2 separate regions of the Mus musculus genome follow, and region 1 is linked to region 2. A link is a contact called in public HiChIP or PLAC-seq data. All regions are on one chromosome and are shown on one strand. The core of a region is the stretch at or near the end of the contact, and the rest is flanking DNA. Distances in the headings are between cores, read along the strand shown.

Region 1 (6,793 bases), core at 3,085-5,584, 42 kb after region 2:
AGGGGAGCCCTCTGGCTGTTGTCCCTGCTGGCCCTATGGAGGATTAGGATAGCACAGATATGTCCACTGGGAGACCAGTGGTGAAGCCTGGCTGATGTTGGTGTGTCGTTGTGCCTCCCACAGTCTCTAAGATAGTTGATACAGGCCTGTTCCTGCTTTGGTGGCTCTCTGCATTCCATGGCTTGTAGCTGTGTCAGTTCAATCTCTAAAACCAGGCCGGCAGCCATGTCTTCCATCTTCCCACGGTGACCTGCTTGTGTAAATTCCCTCTGCTTCCTTCTCATGAGAACAGCTGCCATGTCACCCAGACAATCCTGGGTGACATGGATTTTACCTTCATGGCACCTTAGTCACACCACAAAACCCTAATACCCACATGAGTATCGTATCCCCAGATCTTTTGAGGAGGAGAATGACATCTTTCGAAGATCATTAGTCAGTCAATACAGCTTCTGGGATATTCTGTGGCTGGGTGTATACTTCTTTACACCTATAGTCTGTCCGAGAATGTGAGGGTAACTTTTCATAGGGGTGTTTCTCTTAATTCACTAAATGTAAACACTCTGTGTGCCCCGAGCTTGCCATTTCTATAGCCCGGAGACAGGGCTGTCTCTTAGAAGCAGTTAGGGAAACATACTGAGCCTTAAGTACTCCGGACTCCTGAGAGCAGGGTGCTGCCTTGGGAGGTGTTGCTCCCAGTATGGCTGGGGGCTGGGCATCAGAAGCTGCGATAGAGGAAGGGCTGCGTCATCCACTGATGCATCCAGGCAGAGATTACAGGCCGAGAAAGCCGCTGTCTGTTCCACAGGAACCCCCAGGCCTCCAGGCCCTAGGACCCAGCTTTAAGTACTTTCATGTGGGTTGCACTTAAGGATATTTGCAAAGCTAGAAATTAAAATACGGAATTTTTTAAAAGTTGTTAAATTAAAAGTGTAATAAACTGCTCTTGCGTGAACCCGTGAGCACAGTTAATGGGTGTGGAGTTGCTCTGTAGGATTGTGAATCTTGTTAGCACCCGGATTCACAGTGGCCAGACTCTGAGGTCTGGTTCCATGATCAGTTGATTACTATATCACATGTGCGGCCTCTGCAAAGCTCCACTGCAGTCTGGAGACAGTGAGGGTGACTGTCAGCTCCTGTCACCAACCGGAAGGACCTACAGCAATCACTTATAAACTGAAAATGCTTCTGTGAGCTCTGCTCCATGGGGCTCCCAGGGCTCTCCAGCCTCTGCTGGGGTGGGGGCACATGGCAGAGTAATTCTGCTCACCTCGTGGCAGAAAAGGAAAAGAGGATAAGGAAGAGGCTGGGCCCCACTGTGTGCTTGGAGGACACATTCCCAGGGGCCTGGGACTTCCCTTGGTCACACCTCTTAAAGATTATGTCACCACCTCCCAATAGTGCTACCTGAGGACCTAGCCTTCATTACTGCGGCCTTAGGGAAATTAAAAAAACCAAATTGTAACGTCCCTGCACGATGCAAAGCCTCATATCAATCTCAGAGTGCACACTGCACCCCTCCATTTCCAAGACCCAACAAGTCTCTCCTGCCCTAGTGCTTCTTTGAAGTCCAAGTTCAAAATAAAAACAACAAAACCAACCCACCAAAAAGCCCAAGCCTTGTTGGCCGTGACCCACAGCCTCTCTCCAATGGGTTTATATGTTATCTGTGGCTTCCCTCAGCATCTCCTGGGGCCGTTTGCAGGAATTCCAGTCCTGTAACTTTGGCCTGGTCTTTTTGGGCCTTCCTTTGTCATGCCAATGAAAGCCATAACCCCACATTCTGCACTGCTGTGACACCAGCATCCCACGGACAGTGCAAGATCTGTGAGCAGAAGGGGTTGTTTCAGGGCTGGCTTGGACCACAACTGCTGCAATGGCTTCTGGGTGCCTTGTTGGCCCAACTTAGGTGGCCTGAGACACACTGAGCACCCTGGTGCCCTTTCAAGGAAGCATTCTGTCCTGGAAGCTCTCTGAGACAGCTTTGCCTCGTTTGTGTCTGGTCTCTGTGCCTATGGTGTCTCTGCAGACACTTGCCTCTCTCTCAGGAACCGCAGGCATAAGATGCCAGGGAGTTAGCAGCCATACCCTCCGGCTAATATTTTTCCCAGGCTCCTTCTGCCCACGCTGAACTTTCCAGCTTTCTCTGCTTGCTCCTCTTTGCTCCTCCTTCTTGTTGTAAATCTGGCGAAATGCAGCCAGCAGTTTCCACGCTCCAGCTAGAGATGCCCTTGCCAGAGCCTGACTGTTGTGTTGCCATGACATGGTCTCTGTCAGATAAACCAGCCTGTCCTCTCACAGGCTGTCAGGACATTGACGAATACAGCCATGTTCCTCACTGAGGTATAACGAGGGAGAGCCCAGTTCTGGGTAGAATCCCTGTTCCATCTGAGTTATCCTCAGCAGAGACTCCACTGTACACATTTCCTGTAGCAACCTGATCTTCTGAGCTCCCTGAATTGCTCTCTGAGCTTCTCCAACAGTGTGCAGACTCTCCTGTAGCTGAGCTGGTCCTCCAGATGCCTCCAGACCCCTTGCTCGGCCCATAGCACCTGCCTTAGCACAGTTACAGTCAATAGCTTCTAGTACAATCTTCTGCTAGCTTTCTGTTGCTATCACAAAATACCCAAGGACATTTAACTTATGAATAGAAGAAGGTACCTATCTAGATCTGGGGTTTCAGACGTACCAGTCTCTCATTGGGCAGGTCCACTGCTTTCTGTTCCCTGATGTTGTTGATGGTGATGCTTGGGCACATGTGGCAGAGAAACTGCTCACCTCACAGGAGTGAAGCAAGAAGAAGTGGAGAGGTTGGGACCTCACTGTCTGCTTCAGAGGCTCGGATGGTTACTGTTAATTATCTAAAATCACCTGGGACATGGGCCTGTGGGGGATCATCTGTGCCAGTGGAAGTGGGAAGACCCACCTTACACAGGGATGACCTGGACTGGGTAAAATGGAGAAAGTGAGTTGAGCACTAATGTTTGCTCATCTCTCTCTCTGTGTTTCCTAATTGTGGTCCAGCTCTTGCTGCCTGCACCTCCTGCTGGCATGGTCTGTGCCTTGAGCCCAGGACAAAAGTAAACCCTTCAGTTGCTTTTGTCAGAGTATTTCATCACATCTACGGACAAGAAACAAAGATGGATGATTAACTCCAGTGATCCAAGGGCCTCCCTCTAGGCTGCATCTCATAAGGGCTCCTCCTCCTCATAGGGGGGTCAAGCCTTCAACACATACTCCTTTTGAGAACACTCAGTAACTGTCTTAAAGTTTTATTTCTGGACCACAGCAACTCTTACAAAGGACAACATTTGATGGGGGCTGGCTTACAGTTCAGAGGTTTAGTCTTTTATCACGTGGCAGCCTGCAGGCAGACATGGCGCTGGGGAATTAGCTGAGAGGTCTACATCTGGATCCCCAGGCAGTAGGAAGAGAGTGACTCACTAGGCTTGGCTTGAGCTTCTAAAACCTCAAAGCCCACCTTTACTGACATGTCTCCTCCAACAAGGCCACACCTACTCCAGCAGGGCCACACCTCCCAATTGTGCCACTCCCTATGAACCTAAGGAGCCATTTTCATTCAAACCACCATAATATCCAAACAATAACATCAACTGATGTCCAGAACTTTCTAGTCTTAGTAGCAAAATGGTCTTGACCTCAATAAGCCCCAAGAGCACCTTGGGGACTACTAGAAATCTCTGGGTCACTCTAAGAACTTCCGATTAAGGATAGAATATTATACTCTCGTTAAAGTGATACTGAGGGATTAATAGACTGAGCATCGGTGTCATCAACAGATGCAGAGTTCAGGATCTGTGTTTGTACACAGCGCTGTCTTACGTCAGAGGAAAATCCATCAAGAGGTAAAGGCGCGATGAGAACTCTTCCTTTACCCCAGCTCATTGCTTCTCGGGTTCTCAGAGCTGATTCATTTCAAGGCTGTGTGAATGATGCTCAGACTGGTCTCAAGGATGTTTCCCTGGAGAGCAGCCATTGGCTTCCCTACCCACGGCTGGTAGTCTACACTCACGGCAGAGCCTGGGCTCTGAGTGACACCTGGCAGGCTGCCAGTCCAGGGGCCCACGTGTTTGCGTGTTGTGATCTCCGGTGATGGGTTCATCTGCAGTTATGAACGAAAGAGGGGCTTCTGTGCAGGAGCAAACCTCACGTTGCTGATGAGAGATTGCTGCTCTGCTGAAATTCCGTGTCCTTGGTCAGAGGGAATGCTCACACCTGGCAGTGTTTCAGCGGAGAGCTAAATATACCCCGGGTGTGGCGACCTCAGAACCCAGGCTGCTGACAGGGGTGGGGCGAGGCCCCAGGGTGGGGCGGGGCCCCAGGGCCCCATTGTTTTATCTCATAGCAATCAATGCCTGGGTTTTATAGCTTCTAAGGGCTCTGGGGACGTGTGCAGGAATGACCTCCAACCCTTACAAATCCCTGTGATGTCACTGTTCCTATTTGCATTCATTGTGTTCCAATTGAACATGAAGTGTGATCTGCCTAAGGTCATGGGATGGGCAGGGCTGGACAGTGGGGTTCAGACCTGCAGGCCAGGAATGTGTGTCTCCCACAATGCCTTTCCAGTTCTGAAGCCAGTGAAGGTGGCAGCCCTGTATCTGATAGAAACCATCTGTAATGGTTAATACTTGATAGGGTCTAGAATGACCCAGCAGATGCACCTGGTGCACATCTGGGAGGGAGTTTGTAGATTGGATTTACTGGGGAGGGGAGACCCACCCTGAACACAGGTAGCACTGTCCTGCTGGAGGTTGGGTACCTATTTGAAATAATTAACAGTGTCTCTCTCATGGGTGGAGCAAACTGCCCTGTGAGCTGAGGGCATAGGGACCATCTGTAGCAAAGCGACAACCTCACCTCTAAAGCGTCACCCATTTTACAGGTGGGCATACTGAGTCGAGGAGGAACCTTCCTAGTGACACTCAGCGTTGGGCTAGCCTTCTGTCCAGATTCCTTCCCACCTCCAGCTACCCCTTCCCACAGACAGATCAGCACTCGGGCAGAGGCTCCTGTTTTTCAGCTGTTGTGAGACAGGGACATTGTGGTACTATTTATTATACACTGAAAGGTACTTTCACTGTGGAAGGAAAGGTAAGTCCTCCCTTTTACTTGAAATGGGACCATGATTCCATGGCTGGCACCTTGGAAAGTGCATCTGACCATAAGTTGGAATCTTGGGGTGATTTTTGTCCCATACCAGGGGCTCTGGGGCCTCTTTCCCACTGGTGGTTTATTCTAAGCTAGAGTATCTCCTTTTTCTGACTCTGAGCCCCCCCCCCCCGACACTCTATGAGACTCAGTGGGTCTCATACAGGGCTCTCTGCTTAAGCTAGCAAGGCACTTGTCTAAATCGGGCAGCTGGCTGGGTAATTGTCTAAGAAGGACATGACATTTGCTGATGTGACAGATGCCAGGAGACATGGCTCCTAGACCTTAGCCTTCTTCAGCTGGGGCATCCCCTACCCTGCCCCAGTGTCCTTAAGACAACTGGCTCCTAACAGTCAGTACAGTAGTTTTGAGACATGCTGGCAGAGTCACTTCTGTGTCCAACTCTGGCTAGGATGGCATTCCTCCCTCAGAAGTCCCCATCCATTGAGGAAGACGCACAAGATGCTAACTAACTACACATGGCGAGGAAGAACTTTTCAAGGAGGCAGTGGGTAGAACCTGACCTCAATGAAATCCTGGCATGTTGCCTGGAGGAGGTGGTATCTTACCATCGAATAAGAACTTGACGACGGAGTGAGAGAAGGGTCCCTTGCAGGAGGATGTCCTGGAGTGGCTTCATTTGTGCCACCTGCCTGGTGTGCTGTCTGTCTTTTGTGTTTGTGGGTTCCACACTCAGATGAGACACTGTAAGACCTCTCAGTCCTGGGGTTCCTGTGAGGCTGTGTTCAGTGAGGACCCAAGCCTGAAGCAGGGGTGGAAGGTGAGGAAGACAAGGAGAAGCCAAATGCTCCAAGCACCAGCAGTGCAGATTCCTGGGCCCCCCAGGCTGTGCTGATACCACTGGCCAGTCCCAGATCTGCATTTTCCACAAGCTCCACCCCCTTTGCATAGGATTCTGCTGATCTGGCCATACGGACTAACAGGACAACATCCTGTTTAAGATGCTCTGCCACAGAGGGAGGGGAGGACAGTACCAGGAGCTGCTGTGACTAAGGGAGGACCTGGGCATTTGTCACTACACATGGGAGGGGACAGGAGCCAAGGCTACATCCTATGTCTTCTCCCAGCTCCCTCTCTGTAACACCCACACCAGGTCTTATCGGGGTCTACTCAGGCTGACTCTCTGCTGTGGACCAGGGGCTTCACATAGCTCCAGCAAGGGATCATGCCAACCGAGGGGGCATGCTGGGGCAAGGGACCATGAAGCCAGTGCTACACGAATGGTCATGGGCAAGGCTTCTTGTTGGAAGCCCTGGGTCCCTTCCCTGCCCATGTCGTGACCACAGCCATGCCTCAGGATTGCCAGGAGCCAACAGGCAGCCACAAGCAGTATAGCCTCTGCCTGCAGCCTGGGAACTGTGCCAAGCCACCCAGGCTTAGGGAGAAGCCATGGCCTCAAGATTCGGTCTTTCAGGCTCAGGACTGATGGGGCCTGGGACACATGCCCTCCATACCTTTAGGTGGAAGGTCACTGTAAATACCTCACCAGTGTTCTTCCTGGGTATGGGGGGCTTGGGGGGGGGCTTCTGGTTTGTCCCCAGCTAGGGTATATGGCAGTAGTCATACAATGCAGAGCCCTTGTCCTAGGGGAATTCCTGGC
Region 2 (7,362 bases), core at 857-3,356:
TCCAGCAGCAGCCCAGCCCCAGGCAGTGTCCAGAAGCCTCAAAGGTACATTTGCTGAGTTCAAGCACCCCAAAGCGGCTGCCTGCAGAGTTTCTTTTCAGCCTTTGTCTTCTGCCCAGGTGGCAGAAGCATCAGGTGTCCCCATGTAAGCCACCCCAGGCTCTGACCTCCAACGCACATCTAGTTTACTGCTGGAACATGGAGACCCAGGGCCAATCTCAGTGGAGGGTGAAATGTTCTATGCCTCAGTTTACCCACCCATAAAATGAGAACAAAAACACCTCCTCGTAGGATGTTGGGAAGATCGAGCAGCTAGACAACATGCTGCTGGCTTACAGTATGGTAGGCTGGAAGGAGGAGCCTTTGTGGTTAGCCCTGCCTGTGTTCCAAAAGGTCTGGCCAGGGACCCACCAAGGTGCATCCCCAGCCTCTGCTTTTGCAGGGCTATTGAGACTTTGCCTGGAGGTGGCAGTATTCTCCAGTCACACTGACCAGGAACTTGAGAGTGGGGACTTGATTGGGAACAGGTGGTTTCAGATGAAGTTGACCTCCGTAGGGCGCGGTCCTGTTGGATGTTGGATTAGAGTGGTCCCAATTAGACTAGGTGGTTGTGCCAGATTAAAGTGATGTCTCTGCCTGGTGCCTGGGGTTTCTCCAGAGAACAAGACACACAGAAGAAGAGGACATATGACACAGAAGCAGGGGCCATTCAGGGACAAGCAGGGGCTGGAAGAAGTGGAAGAGACCCTGCCTTGGCAACTCTGGAGGCAGCACCCTTGTCTCTGACTTCTGGCTTTCAAACCCTAAGAGAACAAGTGTGTCGTAGTTTGTTATGGCAGCCATGAAACACAGTGATACCCTGAAGGCTTCTCTCAGGGAAAATGGGCTTCACGTGATTCTATGGACTAAAGAGACAGGCACTGTGCCTGACGCAAGAAGTTTCATGAAATCAACAACGTGTCATATAAAGGCGGCAGCACTGTACAGCATCTTCCTCAGTCTTGACCTTTAACCTCATCCCAGAGGGTGAGCCCTATCCCACCCCTATCACGGGTGTACAACCCAAGGTTTGGGCCAGCCAGGGTCATAGCAGCAGGGACTGTAAGTCAGGTGGTGGGAGTCTCATCCCTCAACCTGAACACAATTAACTTGGATTCTTGCCCCACCTGCAAGTGGCTATTCTTCATCCTAGGGTGAGGAAGGCAGAGAGGACAAGGAGCGAAAGGAGGCTCTGGAACCCTGGAACCCTGACGCAGCCTGCGCCTGTTGAGGTCTCCAGAGACAGTGGTCAGTGACTCTAGTCAAGCCATGCATTTCATTGGCTAGCATAAAGAAACCCAGAGTGACCTCAGAAAGGCCAGGTCACAGCCACGGGGGCGCCATGAAGCACCCATGCTAGTACAGGCGTGCTTGTCACAGCCTGGAATGAACCAAGGCTAGATAGAGTTCATCATTTGGGGCCCAGTGGCTTTTGAATTCTATGTTGCCACTCAATTCCCATGATCTGGTTGAGACCTCAAGGACACATTTGCAAAGAGTCAGTGTGAAGGCCAGGTCCGAAGTCACAATTAGCAGTCGGTCTCATCTGAGCAATCTCGGCCAGTTTAGCAGAGCCCCGGGGTGCTGAGTGCCAGTCTCCAACAGCTCACCCCAACCCGAAGCAAGCCAGAAGAAAGAGGAAGGTGGAATACTATTCTTAGATACAGTTGTGGCAAAGCCAGGCTCTCCCGATTACAGCACACTCACACAGCCCATACCCTCTGTTCATACTCCCTTACCTGTGATCAGTTCTTCAGACAGCTTCCTCCCAGGCTCAGGAATGCAGGTGCCAGGTGGCCACTACTGGCTCGGCTCCTTGCTGACTGGCCTACGGGCTGTCTCCAGCTGGCCTGGACAGGCAGAGTCCGCCCACAGCCGGCTGACTGCTCAGTACTGCCACCGCCCCCTGCTTCCTGCCCCACTTCCTCCCTGAGCCTAGGGGCCTGGAGACCCAAGGCAGGCTGAGGTGCTGCGGCAAGGACTCCAGTGGCCAGTTGATCATTAGCTCCTTGTGGACCAGAGCCAGGCCCTGTCCCTGCCTGCCCACTGCCAGCCCCGTGCTCTGTGGTAAAGGCCGGGGACACCCTTGGTGCTGAGATTGGGGAAGTCCACGGGAGGCCGGCTCTCTTGCCCTGCTAAACCCAGCCCAGCTCTCTGTTCCCTTTTCCCTTCTGCACACGTGCATACACATGCAATGCAGACATGTGGGTGGCCTTAGAGACATATACACAGACCTAGCACATATGTCTGCATGTGCACACACAAAATACACACGTTTTGCTTCTCACTCTGCCGCTGGCCTTATCTGAGCCCACTGACACCAACAGGGAGCATTCTGGGAGAAGAAAGGGTCCAGTCTCCTTCTCTGCTCACAAGTACCACAACCTTGAGCCAAGCCTGGGAGGGTTGGAGGGGACACACACTTTACCTTTCCACAGGCTGTAGCCTGACCTGAGAATGTCCCTGTGGCCCAGATTCAGGCCCGTCTCCTGTTCTTAGGCCCTTGCTGTGTCCACCGTGAAAGATGGAGCAGTTCTGCTTCCCACACTCACTAGGTGCTGTGGATACCTCCCGCCTGTCTCCATCTGTGAGGAGTTCTGGAGGTATAGGTGCATTGTGATCTCTCTCTCTCTCTTTCTCCCTCTCTCTCTCCCTCTCTCCCTCTCTCTCTCCTTCTCCCCAGAGAATGCAGGCCCCCCCAGATGCTAACCTTCCACCAGCCTTATTTTTCTGGAAGCTGTGTCAATAGAGGCCCCTGCAAGCCCACACCCATACATGGGTCTGGAGGCATTTCCTCTCCCGGCTATTGTCCCCACTGTGCGCCCAGAGCAGTATCCTGTTTGTCTCAGAAGCTGCTCTCTTGGCTCATGGCCAGGGGGATTTTCTGAGAGCCTCCCCCAATATATGCAGGGCACTCACTCCAGGGCCAACCAGCAGGGGCAAGTACATTTCTGGTCCAGGGCTCTTCAATAGGATCTTCCTAAAGACTGTAAAAAGCAGAGGCCACATGGTTCTGACTTTCCGAGGGCCACCCAAACCCCAGTCGGACTCAATTGAAATCCCTCTGGCAAGACCTGTCACTGTCCTGAGCCTCAGTTTCCCCTCTGCAAAAGACAGAGTTAGGAGGTATTCAGCTCTCATCGTTTTGACCTCTGACATGGCTGTAGTATGTTCAAATTGTCATTGCCACGATGTTAACTCTTTGGTTAGATCATGCCATAGGGCTTCGTGATAACCCAATGAAACTATCATCCAGGTGTCCCCAAAAGGCTTGATATCAAACAGACTTAGAGAGGCGTATTCCTGGGGCCCCACAACTCAGGCTGGCTCTGATACCAGGGTCCTCACTCCTTTATCCCCTCATTCTTTGCTGTCTGTATCTAGACAGAAACAAGTGGTCAGTGGTCAGTTGCTCCTCACCCTGCCCTACCTCTCCTTCCTCACGGGCTCCAGGAAAGGAAGCTGCATGGGGGCCTCTCTGACAAAGGCCAGCCTTCTGAGGCAGGTGCTCCCAGCCTGCCATTCAGGGTGCTCACAATCCAGGCCAATGAGGCCAGAGGTTCACACTGAATGAAGTCATGAGCCCAACTACTATTATGGACTATCCTTGTGGTTATAAAATGCAAGGGCAGGATGCATCTAAGACACAGGGTAGAGCCATCCCTGGGAGGCTAAGATGCTATTACACCACAACAGGAACAAAGAAAGGTTCCTGGCCTGGCTCCCTCAGTAGACTGTAGGCTTTGGGCTGGTACTCAGCATCCTTGTTATCCCCAGATATACTCTGAAACTGATTCCATCCCTCTGGATAGCATCCCCTGTGTGGCACACTCAAAAGACTCCTTGGGGACAAGTGTGACATTGGAGCATCCGCTCCAGGTCCTACCTATGGGAGAGCCCATATCCTGTCCACCAAGATCCAGCCATGGCTTGAAGCCCCAGGGTTGTGATAGCCCCCTGTACCGACTGGCACCAGGATGCGGTGACTGACCTGGGCAGTGATGGAAGGCCTCAGAGGGAAGGCCAGGAGGACAATAGAGATAGGATTTCCTCAGAGGGGAAATTCCTAGGCCAACTTTTGGAGAGAAACCAGACAACAATGGATTGTGAAGAATCTCCAAGGGGACAGATGAACTCAGAAGAAAAACAAAACAAAACAAAACAAAAAAAAAAGCACTTAAGCCAAGCGTGGTGGCTCATGCTTTTAATTCCAGTACTCAGGAGGAAGAGGCAGGTAGATCTCTGTGGGTTCAAAGCCAGCCTGGTCTACAAAGTGAGTCCAAGGCAGCCAGGGCTGGTTACACTGAGAAGCTCTGTCTCCAAAAACAAAACAAAACAAAACAAAACAAAACAAAACAAAACAAAACAAAACAAAACCAGAAAAAAAATCACACTTAACTCCAGCTGTATCCCAAAGGGCTGAGCCTCTTGCAGCTACCCACTCCCTAACATAGGCAGCTAGGCAAGGCTAAGCACCCTGCCCTGCAATTAATCTGCAACAGCCTATAAATGTTGAGCTCAGGAGAGCAGAGGCCTCCAGCAGAACCTTAAGATCATTCTAGAACATGAGGACAAGTATACTTTAAGGCTCAGAGAAGAAATGCATTTAGCTTTGCTGACCACCCAGGTCCAACGTGACTCTGCCATCACAACTGGGCACCAGAGAAATAGCCAAGGTAGGCATGGGCACCATCCACCACCACTTTACACAGCAGGAGACCAGGTCTGGTGAGTGTCGTCTGTCGACTGCTCTATTGGGGCCTAGAGGCAGCTTCTTCGGTCACATTGGCCTGAATACCAGTGACTCGCTCAAGAGAGACCCCTGTGACAGGCTGAGCATGCAAAGGCTGGATGTGGAGCAAATACCAGCTAAGATATGAGACATGAAGAGATGCTGGGGGCAGCTGACTGGATGCAGGAATACAAACCTTCCCTGCTCTGCGTGGCACGGGAAGCCATCACACCGAGGAGAAAGATGGTAAACCATTGTTTCTCTCACAAGCAGTGGGATCCAGATAAAAATGGTTGGATGACAGCTAGCACATGGGGAAACTGACTTGTGGAGAGAGCCACCCTCAGCCCCTCACACAGGAAGAAAGGCTTTCAATGTATTTTCATTTCAAGGGGAATCTTTTCTTAGAGATCAGCCCTGCTTATAAGCAGGTATAGCTTTGGAGATGCACCCTAGCCTGACCCTCCGTGCCAAGACTACCTAGCCCTGAAACCAATCTGTACCTCAGCAGAATATCCTGCATCCCAACAGAATGGCAGACTCCAACTGTCCCTTTAAGGCAAGCTCATCCCTGACCCCAGCCCTTACCCTGAAGAACGGGCTTGTGGGTCTTGAGCATCCTTGCTGGGGGCATCCTCTGAACACCTGTGACTCTGCTCCTCCATGTCTGCCTAGACGCCACTAGCTGGGGCAGCACAAACGTGGTGCTGGTGAGCAGTTGCTGTGTGCATATGGATAGGTCCAGAACCCTGTCTGCCCAACAGGTGCTGATCTCTTTGGTATGGTTGTCTCTGGCCACTAGAGCCATCCCTGAATTGCAGTATTGGCTCTTTGCAAAACAAAGGAAGGGGAGAAATGGCGATTGAAGGCTACTCAGGCCAGATGGACAGGCAGACAGGCCACCCAGACTGAGGTTTACAGGAAGTAGTTCCCTTGCCTCTGCCAGATCAAAGACACCTGCTCCCAGCAAAGGACAGCCTCTGCCTAGGTAGTGATACTGGCCAGTGAGGTCCAGTATTGCCAGAAGAAACATCACCCTCTAGCCTGAAACTTAGCAAGCCCATAATCACCTCTCTCCTTTGGATAAGAAGCAGTAGGCTAAGTCCCACGTGTGTGACAATGACTCCCTTCAACAATGCCCTCCCATCTTAGGGCAAGGCAGTCATGAGAAGGGCGAGGGTCCTCACACCCCAGAAAAGGAGATGTGTACATAGGAAAGAAGATGGCTGCAGAGCTCTTCTTCTCTGTGTCCAGGTTGCCGTGCCAGAGCCATGCCCCCAACCAGCCTGGCAGCACATGAAGACTCCAGCAGCCCCTCCTCCACCAGTAAAGGGGACAAGTCTTACATGATAAGATCACAGAGCTGGGAGGGGGGCCAGGTCTTTAAACAGTGTGGCCTAGGGGTCCTGAGTGCACAGAGACATGAAAGTAGAGAGTTCTAGACTGGCCAGGCAGTGGTGGCGCAGCCTTTAGTCCCCAAACTAGAGAGGCAGAGACAGGCAGATCTCAGAGTTCAAGGCCAGCCTGGTCTACAGAGATGAGTTCCAGGACAGCCAGGACTACACAGAGAAACCTTGTCTTGAAAAACAAAACAAAACAACAACAACAAGTTCTAGACTGGAACCATGTGGGTGCTACACAGCTGCTACTTCCCCAGAAAGCTAAGGGAAGTCATGTCCCAGCTAGTAAATTCAATGCCAGGGCAGACACCAGGTCCCAAGCCCCATGGGCTCTCACTTCCTAGAGCCCCTGTGTACCTGAACCCTGTGCAGGCCTTGCCTGGAATTCCTGGCATTTCCGAGAGCTCAGTCACCCTTGGGATGATTTTTGACTATGGCTTATGCAAACATTAACCAGTCCAAGCACAACTTCCCATGGACCTCTGTGAGGAACAAAGTTCTATCAGCTAAGACCAATTTCTGGAAACTGAGGCCCCCCGTAGGCCACATCACTGCCCTCCAAGATGGGGATTTCTGCAGCTCTCCCCCTTAATGCCAGCCTTAGGCTTAATGGGAGTGTGGAGGCAATAGCCAGGCAAAAACTCTGGTTGTTAAGGAGGCACAGCCCAACTTACTCTCTCAGTCATTTCCCAGCTCTCCATCCTAGCCAAACCTCAAGTGCTGTGCACGCTGTCGCTATACCGCTATACCCGTCAGACACAAGCTACCTCAAGCTGCCTCTGCTTCAGTCATGAGCCCAGTGCCAGCTGTGGATGCCAGAGGCACCTTCCTGGTCTCTCCAACCCAGTGAACTGCATGTATGCTGTCCTCCTCTGGTCCTGCTCTGGTGACAGCTACATGGGAGGAGATTACTTAGCTGAAGCCTGGAGCTCCTATGTTCTCTTCTGCCTCCTTGGGGGCACCATACTGGGGTATGGTGCTAGAAAGACAGAGACTGAGTAGCATCTGCCAGCAGGTCCCTGCTGCATGCTACTGGTTTGGTCACAGCAAACCCCAATGTGAGAGGCACACCTGCACTCTTCACAACCTAGGAGCCCAGCTGTGGTGTTTCCTAAGTGATGTAATGGGGGGAGTGGTCAGTGGGATGCCTGCTCTGATGCCAGGCCAGGTGTGTACTGTGGGGTCTCATCCC

Evidence for each region. HiChIP or PLAC-seq counts read pairs in DNA pulled down with a chosen protein or histone mark.
Region 1: an H3K27ac HiChIP or PLAC-seq map of embryonic stem cells shows a contact between it and region 2, with 19 read pairs. The contact joins the enhancer-like site here to the promoter of Sh3tc1 in region 2. A contact is called at or near these places in 5 of 39 promoter capture datasets (the 3T3-L1 cell line, 3T3-L1-derived adipocytes, embryonic stem cells and 1 more), 5 of 484 Hi-C or Micro-C datasets (CD4 T cells, bone marrow-derived macrophages, embryonic stem cells and 2 more), 7 of 115 datasets of contacts at active chromatin or transcription factors (embryonic fibroblasts, embryonic stem cells, heart atrium and 1 more) and 3 of 9 other capture datasets (adipose tissue, liver and pancreatic islet).

What each region holds. Positions count from the first base shown.
Region 1 is chr5:35,766,952-35,773,744 of GRCm38.p6, forward strand. The region is part of intron 1 of Ablim2 (actin-binding LIM protein 2); the gene reads left to right. Among named protein-coding and RNA genes, the nearest start is that of Ablim2, 12 kb to the left of the region's middle. Within about 2 kb of position 4,335, at least 34 of the 459 cell types and tissues checked have an H3K27ac peak or open chromatin away from gene starts, as enhancers often do. A contact at or near this core is called in embryonic stem cells, heart atrium and pancreatic cancer cells, where this site is marked.
Region 2 is chr5:35,727,170-35,734,531 of GRCm38.p6, forward strand. Sh3tc1 (SH3 domain and tetratricopeptide repeats 1) reads right to left here and starts at 2,107. Exons shown (of 18, transcript NM_194344.2): 1 at 1,778-2,107.